Regions from separate parts of the Canis lupus genome. Here region 2 is linked to region 1. Evidence: chromatin contacts called from public Hi-C data. All regions are on one chromosome and are shown on one strand. The core of a region is the stretch at or near the end of the contact, and the rest is flanking DNA. Distances in the headings are between cores, read along the strand shown.

What was found. A called contact is a pair of places that touch in the nucleus more often than the background predicts.
Region 2: a contact with region 1 is called in a Hi-C map of liver, with 5 times the contacts expected there. The contact joins two enhancer-like sites. A contact is called at or near these places in 6 of 9 Hi-C or Micro-C datasets (amygdala, blood, liver and 1 more).

The regions. Positions count from the first base shown.
Region 1 is chr31:29,068,337-29,075,652 of UU_Cfam_GSD_1.0, forward strand. No RefSeq gene overlaps it. Among named protein-coding and RNA genes, the nearest start is that of ATP5PO, 4.7 kb to the left of the region's middle. Within about 2 kb of position 4,240, at least 10 of the 20 cell types and tissues checked have an H3K27ac peak or open chromatin away from gene starts, as enhancers often do.
Region 2 is chr31:29,437,908-29,445,223 of UU_Cfam_GSD_1.0, forward strand. No RefSeq gene overlaps it. Among named protein-coding and RNA genes, the nearest start is that of KCNE2, 17 kb to the right of the region's middle. Within about 2 kb of position 4,739, at least 5 of the 20 cell types and tissues checked have an H3K27ac peak or open chromatin away from gene starts, as enhancers often do.

The DNA.
Region 1 (7,316 bases), core at 2,990-5,489:
ATCTCACCACCAACTCGTTGGTCTGTAAGGGGATATGAGGTTCCCGGTGCCTGAATTCTTGATTCTGGGTAGAGCACAGTGGTTATCCGAGGTTATCTTGGGGTTGAGCAAGTGTGACATTGAAACTGAAAACCCAACACTAGCCTTGGCCAGTTTCTCTGCATTCACAAAAACAAGCGATTTTCAGCCTATTTCACCCTAAATGGAGCTTACTCTTATTTTCCTCTTCTGTACAGTAGAGAACTGGCGAGCAGAGCACGGGTGGGTCGGAGTTCCCTGGTTGAAATTAAGGGGTCCCGCGGTCAATTAAGTTTTTTTTTTCCTGTTCAGATCCGTTACAGGAACACAGATTAATATTCATTAGTTTACCCTTGTAAAGAGCAGTTTTCTCCCCATACATAATACTTGTAAGAATGCAGAAAAGTGCAGGGAATATAATTACTGTCTTTTTCATCACTCAGAGGCAGCTGTTGTCAATATTTGAGTGTCAGCATTTGAGCAGTTTTTTTCAGTATTATAATGGGTATTATAATAATACCTGCCTTATAGATTATTAGGAAAATAAAGATGTTATATGTATATGAAGTATTTAGAGCAATTGCCTGGCACAGTGGCACTCAGTGTTAGTTCCTTATTTTGCATTTGTTGTTGTTACATATATGGATTATAATTTATATACAATTTAGTTTCTTGCCTTTTTCCTTAATACAAGAGGAAAAAGAATTATATGTGATTTATGAATGTGTGCTTACAATATAATATAGGAATATTTCAAAGTTCTATAATTTTCATAAGCATATTAATGGCTGCAGAATAACCCATCAAGTGAATATTCTGTATCTTAATTATTCATCTGAACATAATTCAGATGGTTTCCAGGTGGGTTTTTTTTTCCCCATTTTAAACAATACTGCATCTCCTGAGCATCTTAAATACAAACTTTTTATTTTTCATACTTAGAATAACATCCAAGTAGATTTCCAGAAGCAACACAACTTAGTGAGAGGACATATACTTTAGAAGCTCTTGCTGCATGAAGTTAGGCTGCTTTTTAAAAGATTAAACCTATTTACACTTTCACTAGCAGAGCATATAAACCCATGTTTCACGTCACTATGCATACTATTTTCAGAGGCTATTTTCAAATTAGCTTAAAGGAAAGTATATCCATTATGCAATGAATATAAATTTATTGAGTACCTATTATGTGCAGGCAGCTCTTCTATGGCCTGAAGATACAGTAGGGTACAAGACAAAGTGCTTGCCTTCGTACACCTTACATTTTATGTGAAATCAAACCACAAAACCCATGATTTCTAATATGTGGATGTTAATAGATATAATGTGAATTGAAAGTTCTGGGGCCAAATACACTTGGAAATTTCTAGATTCTTTACTGTATTGATCATAATAAGTAACCTGTAAAGTTGCATAACACCATGGAGATATGCTCTACGGTCTTTGCATTTATCCCCGATGCATTCCAGCTCCTTGGATAAGGCAATAATGGTTTGTGATTACTTGAGTTTTGGAGTTTATTTAATGGTTAATTTATTTGATAGTTTACTTAATGCAATTATTTGAGTTTTAGGGTTTATTTAAACCACATATATAATTTCATTTTTATATTGAGTCTCAGGACAGTTCTGAGACATAGGTAGTCTGGTACTCCCCCCCACCCGCTTTGCAGGTGCGGAGACTTCTCAGGTCCTGTTTAGACAGCTCATTTAGGAAATGGCAGTTCTGGGGCTCTGGATGTATTTCTGAGCATGGGATTTTGATGTCAGTGTATACTGCTTACATCTTGGTGATTTGGACTATGATTTGTATAATGGGAGAAACACAGAAGAAGCCCTGAAGCCTGATGTCTTTGCATTTAAACCTCCCTTCCACCTGCTCTTGGATTGGTGGACATCTGCTGGACTCTCACCACAGGCAAAACACTGCAGTGCAGGCCAGGGTCCCAGAGGCAAACCCCCACGAACGAGCAGCTGGCAGCAGTTTCCCATCTGTATGACTGCCGTACTTTCTCCTACACAAGAACAGAGAAGTTGGAAAAAAAAAAATTTATTCCATAGAAGAAGAGAAAAGACTTAGCATATTGCTTTCTCTCTGTATAACCTTAAATTGTTTAAAAATTGTTAATTTAGGGGTAGCCTGGGTGGCTCAGCGGTTTAGCATCACCTTTAGCCCAGGGCCTGATCCCGGGGACCTGGGAACAAGTCCCATGTCAGGCTCCCTGCATGGAGCCTGCTTCTCCCTCTGCCTGTGTCCTGCTTCTCTCTCATGTGTCTCTCTGTGTCTCTCATGAATGAATAAATAAATAAAATCTTTTAAAAAATTGTTAATCTAGGTGTGGCCAGTAGAGTCAAAGGGACGTGCCACAGGCTGTCAGCGCGGGCCACAGTAGTAGCAAAACCCAAACGTCAAATCTCGACTTTTTAATTTTATTCTTTCAATTCCAAACAAATACTTTTCACAGTTTTATTTTCTCTACAAAGGCACCATGTGTTGGCATGGAAAACAGCAGCATGGTGTCATGAGACCCTCAACTGCATGTTTTAATAAATAAAGTGACTTTCTCCTTGACCCAGCAAGCAACTCAGAAATCTCAATGTTCACCATACTCACTTTAAAAAAAAATATTTTAAAAAATATTTAAAGTTTTTAAGTAAATTTTAGTTAACATATAGTGTAATATTAATTTCAGAGGTAGAATTTAGTGATTCATCACTTACATACAACACCCAGTGCTCATTATATCACATGTCCTCCTTAATGCCCTTCACCCAGTTACCCCATCCCCCCAATACCTCCCCTCCAGTGACCCTCAGTTTGTTTCCTCGAGTTAAGAGTCTCTTATGGTTTGCCTCCCCACCCCTTCTCTTTTTCCTTTCCCCTATGTTCATCTGTTTTGTTTCACTTCAAAACAGAGGAAAAAAAAGGAAACAAATGTCTTCTCATAAAAGAATGGTTTTAAAAGTGCAATATTATGCAGCCATTACAATGAAATTAAAAAAAATACTTAACAAGATAGAAAAATATTTGATGACACTGAGGAAAAAATTTACAAACTACATTTTGTATTTTTCTATAATGAACATGTGTCGCTACCATAATCAGGAAAAAAAAAAGAGATGCCATGATCCTGTCACTTACCTATGTGCCTCATTAAGAAGAGATACACCTGTCCTAGTTTCTGATAACATTCAGCCTCTGACATGAAGAGGAATGACTTGAAGTTGACACGTTCCATGAAGGACCAGCTTCCAAAGTTGGACCAAAGCACTTCCGAGATGTCTTTCCAAGTTTGGCTTCAGCCTTGACTCCACCAGCCTCAGGACATTTTTCTTTAGCTTTGCAGAATACATACTGAGGATGGTATCTTCAGAACAAGTGATGGTAATAAGATTTTCCCTACATGTTTTGTTACATTGAACGGACCTGGGAAATATTTGCATTATTCGTGTCTTTTTTTCTCTTGGGCTGAATTCTGCATCAATTTTCTCTTTCTTTTTGTTTTCTTCTCTGGTGAATTTATTTTGAGAATCATGCACGGATCCCTAATAGCAGTCCAGCGCCCTGTACTTGCTCAGGGCTGCAGGCTGGCAGCTCCACTTCAGAACTTCATACGTAGTCTACCTTTCTATTTAAACCTAAGAACAGGAAAATGACTTTGGCAGCTTTCTAACACAGGTCTATGGCATTTCCCCCATTGGCAAATTGAACTCCAATAAAAAAAATACAATTAAAAAAATAAAGGGGGGCTTTAGGGAGGCCCTGGTAATCAGCAGGAGGCCCCTGAGCTGGAATGGATCGGGCTTTGAACAGGAAAAGATGTTGAGGAAAACACAATGGGATTCCAGGTACTGTGACCATACAACTTTACCTGTTTATCTTTAGGGTTTGGGGCATCTGCTGCAGAGGGAAAGAGGAACGAGCAAATAAAACACAGTAAAAAAAGGCTTGGTGGCTTTTCTGGAGTCCTTGGAGAAAGCTGTGTTGGGGGTGGTCTGCAGCATTGACCATCAGGATCTGAAGGTGACAGAGGGAGGACCGGCTTTGGGGGAACTGGTACCCCATGCTGGGCACTGGCCTCTTCCTTCCCCTTCCTCTCAAGGCCTGTGGGTCACACCACCTTCAATCGGTCACCAACTCAGCATTCAAGGTCACTGCTCTGGCTTAACCTAGTCCAGGTTTCTGAAGAATCATCCCGACACTGGGGGGAGCCATCTCCTCACGTTGCAGACCCAGCCTCTGGCCTCAATCAATTTCTTTCTAGAGCTTTCCCTGTTCAAACCTCAGTGTGAGGAGCTCAGCAAGCAGGAATCAGGGTATTGTGAGACTGACCAACAAAACAGTCCCTGAGCGATGCTCTCATGCAGGCTGTGCGTGTTTCTGGGTCAGGCAGGTACAGTCTCCTGTTCCCACTGCCCAACATCAGGGCAGAAGCTCGCCCCTCCAATGTCCCTTCAGCTCCTCACCCGGCCCCCTGGGCCCTCGCACTTTCTGCAGCAACAATCAGCTCTCAGGACGTAATGGTAAACAAGAAAGCATTGAACACCATTTACTTAAAAAGAAGAAAAAAAGAGCATGTATATTTGGTGCAAATAAAAATGTGAGCACACTAAAGGCTTTGTAGAGTTTGGTGTGAAACAGGAAAGTATACGGTAAAAAAAAAAAAAAAAGGAAGGGGAGGAATTATACATTTTTTTCTTTGCACAAGTATTTGGCTGTAGTAAAAGTGAAAGTAAAAGTCAGGGCGAGGAATGCAGGCAGCCTGGAAGGGACTTGCTCCCAGAAAGTGGGGACCCTGGCACCGGTACGTAGGGTTCAGTAGGGTTCTGAACCACCCAGGGAAGAGACGTGATCTTCCTGGATCCCACAGTGGGATGAACTTCCCAAGATTGTTGATAAAACGTGGTGCCAGAGCAGTCATTTGTTGTTTTAACCAGTGAAGAAGCACCCAGAGAGGAATGGCTGCTTTGAGGTTCCTGGTTAAGTGAGGCTGGGGCTCTGTTTGGGGTCATGCAGTTTGGTGCCAAGAAAGCAGAGAAGAACACAGGGAGCCCGGTGGCCACAGCTGACCCCATGGGGCTGGGAACCACACAGTTGAGGTGATTTGAGTATAAAGGAAGCTTTTTCTACCTCCAGGTTTAAAGGTAGCCATGGTTTCTATAGCAAATGAATTAGTGTGACCCTGAGAATGGCACCTGTGACTCAGGAGTGGTAAGGAATCCTGAAGATTTTCATTTGCTGAGTACCTCCCTTGGGGGTGGGGGTGGGGGGCAGATGGGGCTGGTGACATATTTCTGTGGATTTTGATCCTAAGCATAGGATTGTGAGGCTGGATAAAAGCATTACCTATTTTGAGTTTTTTAGGAAATAAGGGAGTTAGGAGTGGGCTGGCCTTTGGAGACTGACATCAAGTCTGCAGGAAAACCGAGGAGTCCAGATCATCTATATTGTATGGCTTAAAATGGGATAGAGGACCATCTCCTAATTCATTCATTCATACGAGCATTAATTCATTTAGCAACCATCCACTGTGTGCTAGAGATCATGACAGATGCTGTAGGGAATGAGGGTAACCAAGACAGATCCTGCCTTCGAGGGTGTGTTGCCAATTCCCTTTGAATCGTTTTTAACTTTAAAAAATCACCTTTCCTTTGTTATACTCCAGAAGAACCTGGTATGAGCGTTTGTCTAAAAATCAAAAGCACTAAATTGCACATAATTTTATAAACTCTGGGCTTTCTTTAATCTTTGAGTCTTTCCAAGCCCCAAAGAGACAGCAAGCTCCTCCTGTCATATCTTGGCAACTAATTGAAGCAATGAAAGGGAAAGAAATGATAAAAATAAATCATTCCAGTTGGCGGAGCATTGCTGTGTGGTTCTCCAAACAGTTGTTCATCAGAAATGAAATTGGTACCATCTTGATGGTACTGGATCACATTGGTCCCCTTGTGATGATGACAATAATACCTGTTCTTTCCTCCTGTGAGGTGTGACAATGCTGTGCACCCTGGAATCGACCGAGTTTATATAATCCAGATCTACTGACATTCTTGAGGCATGGAAATTTTCCTCTTTTGTGTTTTAACTCCAGAAGTTTCTCGAGAACATTCTAGAAGTAGACTTGTGGGCAGTAGCCATCACTTCTGGCTCCTGATTCAAATCAACTGTGGAACTTAAAAAAATACAGATAAATACTAAAGACATGAATTAGAATCTACATGTATATTTCATTTTTAATTAATTGCTGAGCTTGAACGTTCAATGATTGGGTAGGGATGAAATAAATCATAGCATAGCTATGATGGAATACTATACTGCCATCTAAAGTTATGGTGAGGAAGAATTTCCTGAGTTGAGAAAATATTCATAATGCATTGTTAAGTTAAAAAAAGCAAGCTCAAAAGAGTATTAGGTGTACAACAGGATGATATTTTTGCTAAACCATCCTGTGTTTGTATGCATCCTACAGAAGATCAGAGGGAACAATGCAAATATGTTGAGGGTGGTAACCTCTGAGTGGTGATTTTTGTTTGTCTTTTCCTTTGCTTTCCTTGTTTTCTAAGTGTTAAGCATCAGTCATATATTACTTTTACACTGAGGAAAAACTCAATAAATGTTGATGGTTCCCTCTTCAAGAACAACATGATGAAAAGGAGCAAAGAAGTTAGATACACTGCTTCATCTGTCCATCCATGCATCCGTCCGATCCATCACCCACCCATCTATCCATCCATCCATCCATCCATCCATCCAACATCCATTCATCCATCATCCATCCATGTATCTATCCATCATCTATTCATCCATCATCCATCCATCCATGCATCCATTTATCCATCTATCCATCCATCCATCCATCCATCACCCATTCATCTATCATCAATCCATCCATGCATGCATGCATCCATCCATGCAGCCATTCATCACCCATCCATCATCTATTCATCCATCATCTATCTATCCATCCATGCATCCATCCATCATGCATTCATCTATCATCCATGCATCCATCTATCCATCCATCCATCATCCATCCATCCATGTATCTGTCCATCCATCCATCACCCATTCATCTATCATCCATCTATCATCCATCCATCCATCCATCCATCCATCCATCCATCCATACGTGCATACATACATTTACTTTTTCATGATTTTTATTTAACCTTAGATTTTTAAATTAATTTTATTTTGTCTTTTTTCCCTATTTATTAAGATGAAAATGCCTTAAGCATCTGCCGTGTGCCTGGCACTGATAATTTTAGGCACTTGGGCAAAGTCCAGTGCTGTGGTTC
Region 2 (7,316 bases), core at 3,489-5,988, 370 kb after region 1:
GAGACCAGAGTGGTGATTAGGATGAGTCGGAGAGTAGATCTGGGTGGGCCAGACAGCACGTCTCAGGAGGAGATAGAGTGTGTAAAGGGCCCCAAAGTACATGGCTCCTCCAAGCCTGGAAGCCGCGTGAATGGGGGCCTTCCTCTTTGGGACTCAGGGAGTCTATGGGGGTGATTAGCAGTGGTGTGGCACCTCTGCAGCTGCTCTGTCTTTTGTCCCATGGCCCCTGGATGTTGTCTTCCCATGACTCAGAAAGACAAGCCATTGGCCAACTTGACCGCCCATGTTGGACACTATGCCAGGGCCAAGGTTGGTGTAAAGATGATGAGACGCAGATACTGAGCCCAAAGAGCTCACTTATGAGTGCAGTGGATGGACCCAGGGATGGGTGACCTCAGTGCCCAGAGGAGGGAGTCATGATCACTTCCAGCTGGGGAGGGCTGAGAGACTATCTGGAGGGGAAACGTGCACTGACCGCTTCTAGAAGAACAAACCTTCCACTCATGAAGAGAGGGGTGCAGAGATGAGTGCCCGAGGGCATGGTGAGTGGAGAGCATGTTGCACTGAGCTGCACTGTCTACTGACCCTAGGACACTCGAGCCTCTTTATTGACGCAGGCAGTGGAACCACTCCTCTCCTGGCGGTGCAGGAGGGGGGCTTTACTCCAAACACTGCAGGAGAGGATGCAGCCGGGAGGGGCTGTGTCCTCTGGTCCCTCATGAGACCCTCTGGGCTGGTCCCTCGCAGATGAAGAGCTCCATCCTCAGTGACCCACAGTTCTCCCATGAATCTGCAATGTGCCCACCCTTGGAGATTTCTCGGCCAGACAACTAATCTAATAAACCTTAGACCTGCCAGGGTCCCAGGGTTCCTGTGCTCTGTGCTCCCCTCTGGCCCCGGCTGTAGCACATGTCGCCTCATTGTGGCCCGGCTCCCCGAGCCACCTTAATCACACGGTATAAGCATCTATTTTAGTTACATAAACAGAGTTGTCTACATTTGGATCCCGGGGCTGGCTGCAGGAATTTGTAAACAGCATGGTGTACGAGGCTTGCAGCAAGTTGCCAGGACGCGCTCCTTTCCCACTGCCTGTTGTCCACTTTTCCCTTTTATAGAGAGTCTGGCTGGGAAAGAGAGACAGAACTTATTTGGGAATCGAGGACAATCTCTCCAGCAAATTCCTTTCTCCCACTCCTGCAACCACTACCTCCTCTTCTGAAATGTTGAGGTCTGGTGCAAAATTAAAACTGGTCTTGAGTTATGGGTTCCTCCTAAATGCTAGCTTCTCATAAATATAAATCCAAACCCCACAGAAAACAAACTCGGGGAGAGCTGATTCCCAGAAGGGTAACCAGGAATTTTGAATTTGAGGCAGGTTCTAAAAACTCCTGGACACTGATGTCCCTATCATAGCCAAGACCCTGTGTGACATCGTGACGTCCATCTTTCGCTCCAAGCCGGAGCTTGTAGTAATGACATTCTTGAAACCACAGAGAAGCAGTAGCTCGAGGGGGGAGAGGGGCATTCATTTTTTTTTCTCTTCATTTAATAACCATTAATGAAGCATCTGCTTGGATGAGATGCTGCATCTGGTACTGCAAGCCTTAGGAGGGGTATGACACAAATCGTTGGCATCAAAATCCAACAAAGGTGGAATTTCAAGATCCATCACGATAGGTCTGGGATGGCAGGGAGAGTTGAAGTTTACTTGGTACACATTTGCCGAGGGAATCATGAATAAGGGGGTGGAGAAGGAAGCCTGCTTCAATGACTGAAGTCAAATCTCAATCTAAAATTCAACGCAGGTGAACTTGTGCTCAAACTTACGGCAAGGATCACAAACCATCCCACTTTGCCTGGGGTCGAGGGCATTCCCATGGATGCAGGATGGAAAAGAATTCCCAGACAAACGAGGATAAGTCAGACTGCTTGTTGAAACCTCAAAGAAAAGGGAATTAGGGAGGAGAAGACCTGACTAGGAAATATGTGAATTAGGGAAATAAGAGGGCTCTGGGAGCAGAGGCGTGTAAGAAGCACTTGCCTTCCCCCGTTCATGTTTTCATTCGGGAGAACAAAGGACCAGAACATAATTCATCCACACAGGAAGAAACAGGGCAATTAGGAGATTATAAGGAGTTGGGCATCGCAAGCAAAACAAGAGGACTTCAGTTCTTAAAATAGCCCTAAACAAGCTCGGTAGTAAACACAACTGCAGATATGTTTGAACTTCGTCTCCGCAGAGAACTGCAGAGAGAGATTCATGGGTTTTAAGCATCCAAAATGCAGTAAGGGCCTGGAACAGTTATCTGTTTCTCAAGAACGTCCATATTTGGAAAAGTTGAAGTTAGGATAACCAGCAATTTTAAACAGTCGACGTTTAGTGCAAAGGTTCTACATCCTACCTAGATGTGGCATTTGCTTGCTTTTTTGCTGTCGAGTATAACCCTTGCAGTAAGATGTGCAGATGTTAACATTGATGGATTTTCTTTTTAAGAAAGCAAGGATGTCTGCTATTTTTTTTTTTTTTAAAGAGTTTAATGTGCTAGAAATGCTATAGTTGGGCTGGTGATAGGAGAATCAGCAGAGGGCTTCTGTGAAAAGTCTAGCTGGTCCTCGCAGAGGGAAAGGCTCCGCATTGGCGCCACTCGGTGTCCACTATGCGAATTTCAGGTATAAAACCCAGGGAGAGGCATAATTGCTCAGAAAGTGACAGGAAAGGCCACTTTGATCACCCGAAACAGTATTTTATGCACTCTGCGTAAAATAGCGACCTACATCTTGGTCTTTTATCCTGACACTTTTGGGTTTGATCATGACTTCCCCAGCCGTCTTTCCTTATCTGTCGGACGGGGCGTATTGTGCCAGCTTTGCAGACCGGGGTAAAGACCAGAGGCCCTGAGATGTAAAGCGCCTCGCACGTTGCCTGGCACACAGTAGGTTCTCAATAACTGGAAGTAGCTGAGCTGGAGGCAATGAGTGTTGACAGTATTGCTGGGCGGGAGGCCGGCTGAGCCTGGGAAAGTTGGCTGTGGGCTGCAACGTCAGATTGTATTTGAACTTCGGTGCTGTTAGTAATTTCCTGAGAGAAGACAATGCATTAAGAGCCATGTGAGAATTGGAAAGTGCAGCTGGAGCCTGGTTTCTTCAATGGCAGCAAAGCGCAAGGTCAAGTTTCCTGGGTGAGATATTACCACCACCACCCCCTGAGGCTTGAACAAGGCTCTTCAGTCCTGCCCAAACTTTGACAAGTTTCCAGAAGTGTGATAAAGCGGAGGCAGCTCTGCCTGAGACGGGGACACAGAGGAGATGGTGAGAATAACAGAAGAAGTGGATGAAGGGACAAGGGATGGTCAGGTCCCTCCTTAGCATCTGGCCCCTTCCTATGCAGAATCAATCGGCTGGGCCCCATAACCTATAAGGCCTTGTACAGTTCTAATCTTCTAGAGTCCTCAGGGTTCATAACTCCAGGTACAAAACATAGAGGTTTGCTGGTGGAGGATACGGAGCAACTAGAATTTTCTCTCATTGCTGGTCAGAATGTAAAATGGTACAGCATCTCTGGAAACTAATTTTGGCAGTTTCTTATCAAACTAAAACATGCATCTGGGATCTGATCCAGCAGGTGCACTCTTGAATGTTTATCTCCGAGAAATGAAAACTTAAATGCACGCCCAAATCTGCACATAAGTGTTCATAGCAGCTCTATTCACAATAGCAAAATACTGAAAACAACTCAAAGACCCTTCCGCAGGTAAGCAGGTGAACATCTGTTTATGTTCTAGAGTCCTATTCAGCAGCTAACCATGGACATACACAACCCACATGGATTGCACAGGCATCCTACTGAATGGGGGAAAAAAGCCAGTTCCATGAGGTTATGTACTGTGTAATCCTATTTCTAGAACATCCCAGAAGTGATGGATTTATGGAGAGAGCAACCAGGGAATAAGGGATGGGAGAAAAGGGTGCACGTGGACAAGGGGGGAACATGTGAAGTTTAGTTCCTCAGTGGTGATGGGACAGTTCTTACCCTGATTTTTGTGCTGCTTCCACAAATCTATGTATCAGATGAGGTTGCATCAAACCACTCCCCCACCCCACCCCCCAACACAGATGAGTGCAGGTAAAAATGGTGAAATCTGAATTTGGTCTGTGGACTAGTAAACAGCACTCCATCAATACCAGTCTCCTGTTTTTTTTAAAAAAGATTTATTTATTCACAGGGGAGGAGGAAGTGGGGAGAGAGTCTTAAGCAGACTCTGTGCTGAGCACTGAGCCCCTCATGGGGCTCCATCTCACGACCCTGAGATCAGGACCCGAGCCAAATCTAAGAGTTGGACACCGACTGGAACCGACTGAGCCACCCACACGCCCCTGGTTTCCTGGTTTTGGTATTGTTTTATAGCTATGTATGATGTCACCATTGGGGGAAACTGGGTGAAGGGTAGGTGGGACTCGGCATTTTTGCAACTGCCTCTGAGTCTATCATGCTTTCAGGATAAAAATAACACAAAAAGATGTATATGGAATGGTTGTATTCATGACTCTCTAAAATAAAAATTAAAAAAAAAAAAAAAAGAAATCAACCCCAAGCCTTGCAGAGGGCTGTTGGCAGGGAGGGCCGGTGGGGAGGAGGGCTCTCCCGCCCAGAGCAGCACGTGGCCGTTTTTATCAGCTACACAGAATTGCTCACCTCCGGACTCAGTAGCTTTATGAGTCATGCACGCTTGACGGCGCAGTGGGGACACAGTGTGGTTGTTTTGAACACCGCAGCCTCCGATTTAGACTTTGTTTCTCTAGCCCTAGCAGAGGGGAACCTATTATAAACACCCTGCCTGTCAAGCTTGAAAGACCATAAAAGAGAGAGTGGATGTTGGGAATTCACCAGAGTGGACAGCAGGTGCCCCCCAGCCATCCCTTTCCTGGATACTTGGTAAAGCTGTGCTTTCTCCTTGAGGATGCTAACTGAAAGCGGAGTCTTTCTTTTTTAATTTTATTTTACTGTAGTAAAAACATTCTGCATGCGCTCTTCCTTCTCAATGATCTTTAAGTGCATGATGTAGCATTATTGACTCCAGGTACCAAGTTGAACAGCAAGTTCTCTGGAGCTTTCTCATCTTGCTTGGCGGAGACTTTATATGCCCGTCGGGTGGTAACTCCCCATTTCCACCTCCCTCCAGTCCCTGGCAGCCACCGTTCTACTCTTTGATTCTCTGCACTGACTACTTTAGACATTCCATAGAAGTGGAAACAAGGCAGTGTTTGTTTTCTATGACGGGCTTGTTTCACTCAGTATAATGTTCTCTGGGTGTATTTGTGCTATCATAGAGAAGCTTCCTCTTTTTAGAGGCTGACTAATGTTCCGTCGTATGTGTCCACCACACTTTCTTCATCTGTTGATCTGTTGATGAACTCATAGGCTTTCTCCATGTCTTGGCTGTTGCGACTAGTGCTGCAAAGAATATGAGAATGCAGACATCCCTTCGAGATCCTGATTTCGCTTCTTTTGCATAAATACCCAGACCTGGAATTGTTGGATCATAGGTTCGTTCTAGTTTTCACTTTTTTGGAGGAATGTCCACACTGTCTTGTGTAGCGACCGTACCATTTTGCATTCCCACCAACAGTGTGAGAGGGTTCCCGTTTCTTCATATTCGCACCAACATTTGTCATTTTGCTTTTTTTTGATAGCGGCCATCCTGACGGGTCTGAGGTGAAGCAAATTCCTAAAGCTACTACTAGCTTTGGAAACCAGCAGAGGCCTAGAGATGGTTTTCTCCAAGACCAGGCAAGGAATCATGGGTTTGTTCTAAATTTTCAAGGACACAGAGTTCTTAGAAAAGATTTTGTATGGGAATAGGTGCTTCCCAGGGAGTGCCTGGGGTTCTCTTCTTGCCCTGGAGACTTTTTGGCCTGGGCTTCTGTCTGAATTAGATATAGAAGCCCCAGAGAAACCCCACTCAACACTAGTGCCCAAATGAATGACTTAGGAATGAGGAGAGATGTTGCCAATAACACATCTGGAAAGAGTTTCATTGGATGCACTAACAGGACCTGGTTTCTAAGCAAAGATAGACCTGATTCTTGGCAAAACCAGAAAAAAGACCCCTTCCTCTGTCCTCTTCTTCACGTTGATCTGCTTTTCCCTACAAGGGAAAGCTTTCCCCGGCTCCTGGGAGTGAACCCCCGTGGCTGTCCCTTGGGTTCCAGGCTTCCCTCCCACCCTTCTGCCTGGTTTTAATTACCACATACCTATGGCCCACACGCTGAGGATTCTTATTTGCTCTGATTCTCTTTCTCACTGAAAATCATCTTTGTGGGGGGCACCTGGGTGGCTCAGTTGGTTGGGCATCTGCCTTTGGCTCAGGTCATGATCTCAGGGTCCTGGTATCGAGCCCCATGTTGGACTCCCTGCTCAGAGGGGAACATGCTTCTCCCTCTGCCCTTCCCCTTCCCCCTCCACTACCTCCACTGCTACTTACTGTCTCTCTCTCTAAAATAAATAAATAAATAAATAAATAAATAAATAAATAAATAAATAAAAACTTTTTAAAAGAAGTGATCTTTGTGAAGGAACTCTAGTATAATGGCAAAGTGTCATTTCACTCTGGATTAATGTCCCAGGGAAAGACACTACTAGTGATTCTGGGATGACACCTGCCCTCATGCACTCCATTCTGTCTTCATTTTCGCTAATAGAAGTTGAAGATAGTATCTCCTGTCATTTGGGCCCAGGTCATCTATCTTTGTGTACTTTGGGCCTCCCTGAAGTCGAGTCATGTCAAGGAAAGTAGAGCATGATGAAGCTGAGGTGTCCTCTGGCATTCTACTGTGAAGCAGGCCTCCAGTTTCTTGCTGGCCAGAGTCTCATCCCCAGAAGCTGGAAGCCTACAAAATTGGGGGAGTTCCTGGGTGAAGGCTCCATCTGTAGAGGATAAACTTTAACAACACCTAGTTTGCTCTATCAAAAGCAGCATCTCAAAAGCATCCTACCTCCTTCATTGTGAAACAAAAGAAGCCCCACATGTTGGGGGAGTGGAGCCTTGATGAAGCCATATTTGTTGGAAATGATCAAGCTTCTTTTCGACTTAAAGAAGAGAGAACATTCGAGTAACTCCTCAGTCAAATGGTGTCACTGCTTTCAGGGACATTGTCAGCTCTTCTAATATTCTGAAGCTGGGCACAGAGAAATTAGAAAATCAGTGTGCAGCTGCATGAAAGTACCAGTGGTTTCTCAGCACAACCAGCTCCAGCTTTTCATAAAACCGTTAGGCTCGTGCTAAAACCTCAAAGAAAACTTCCTATTTTATAAGTCC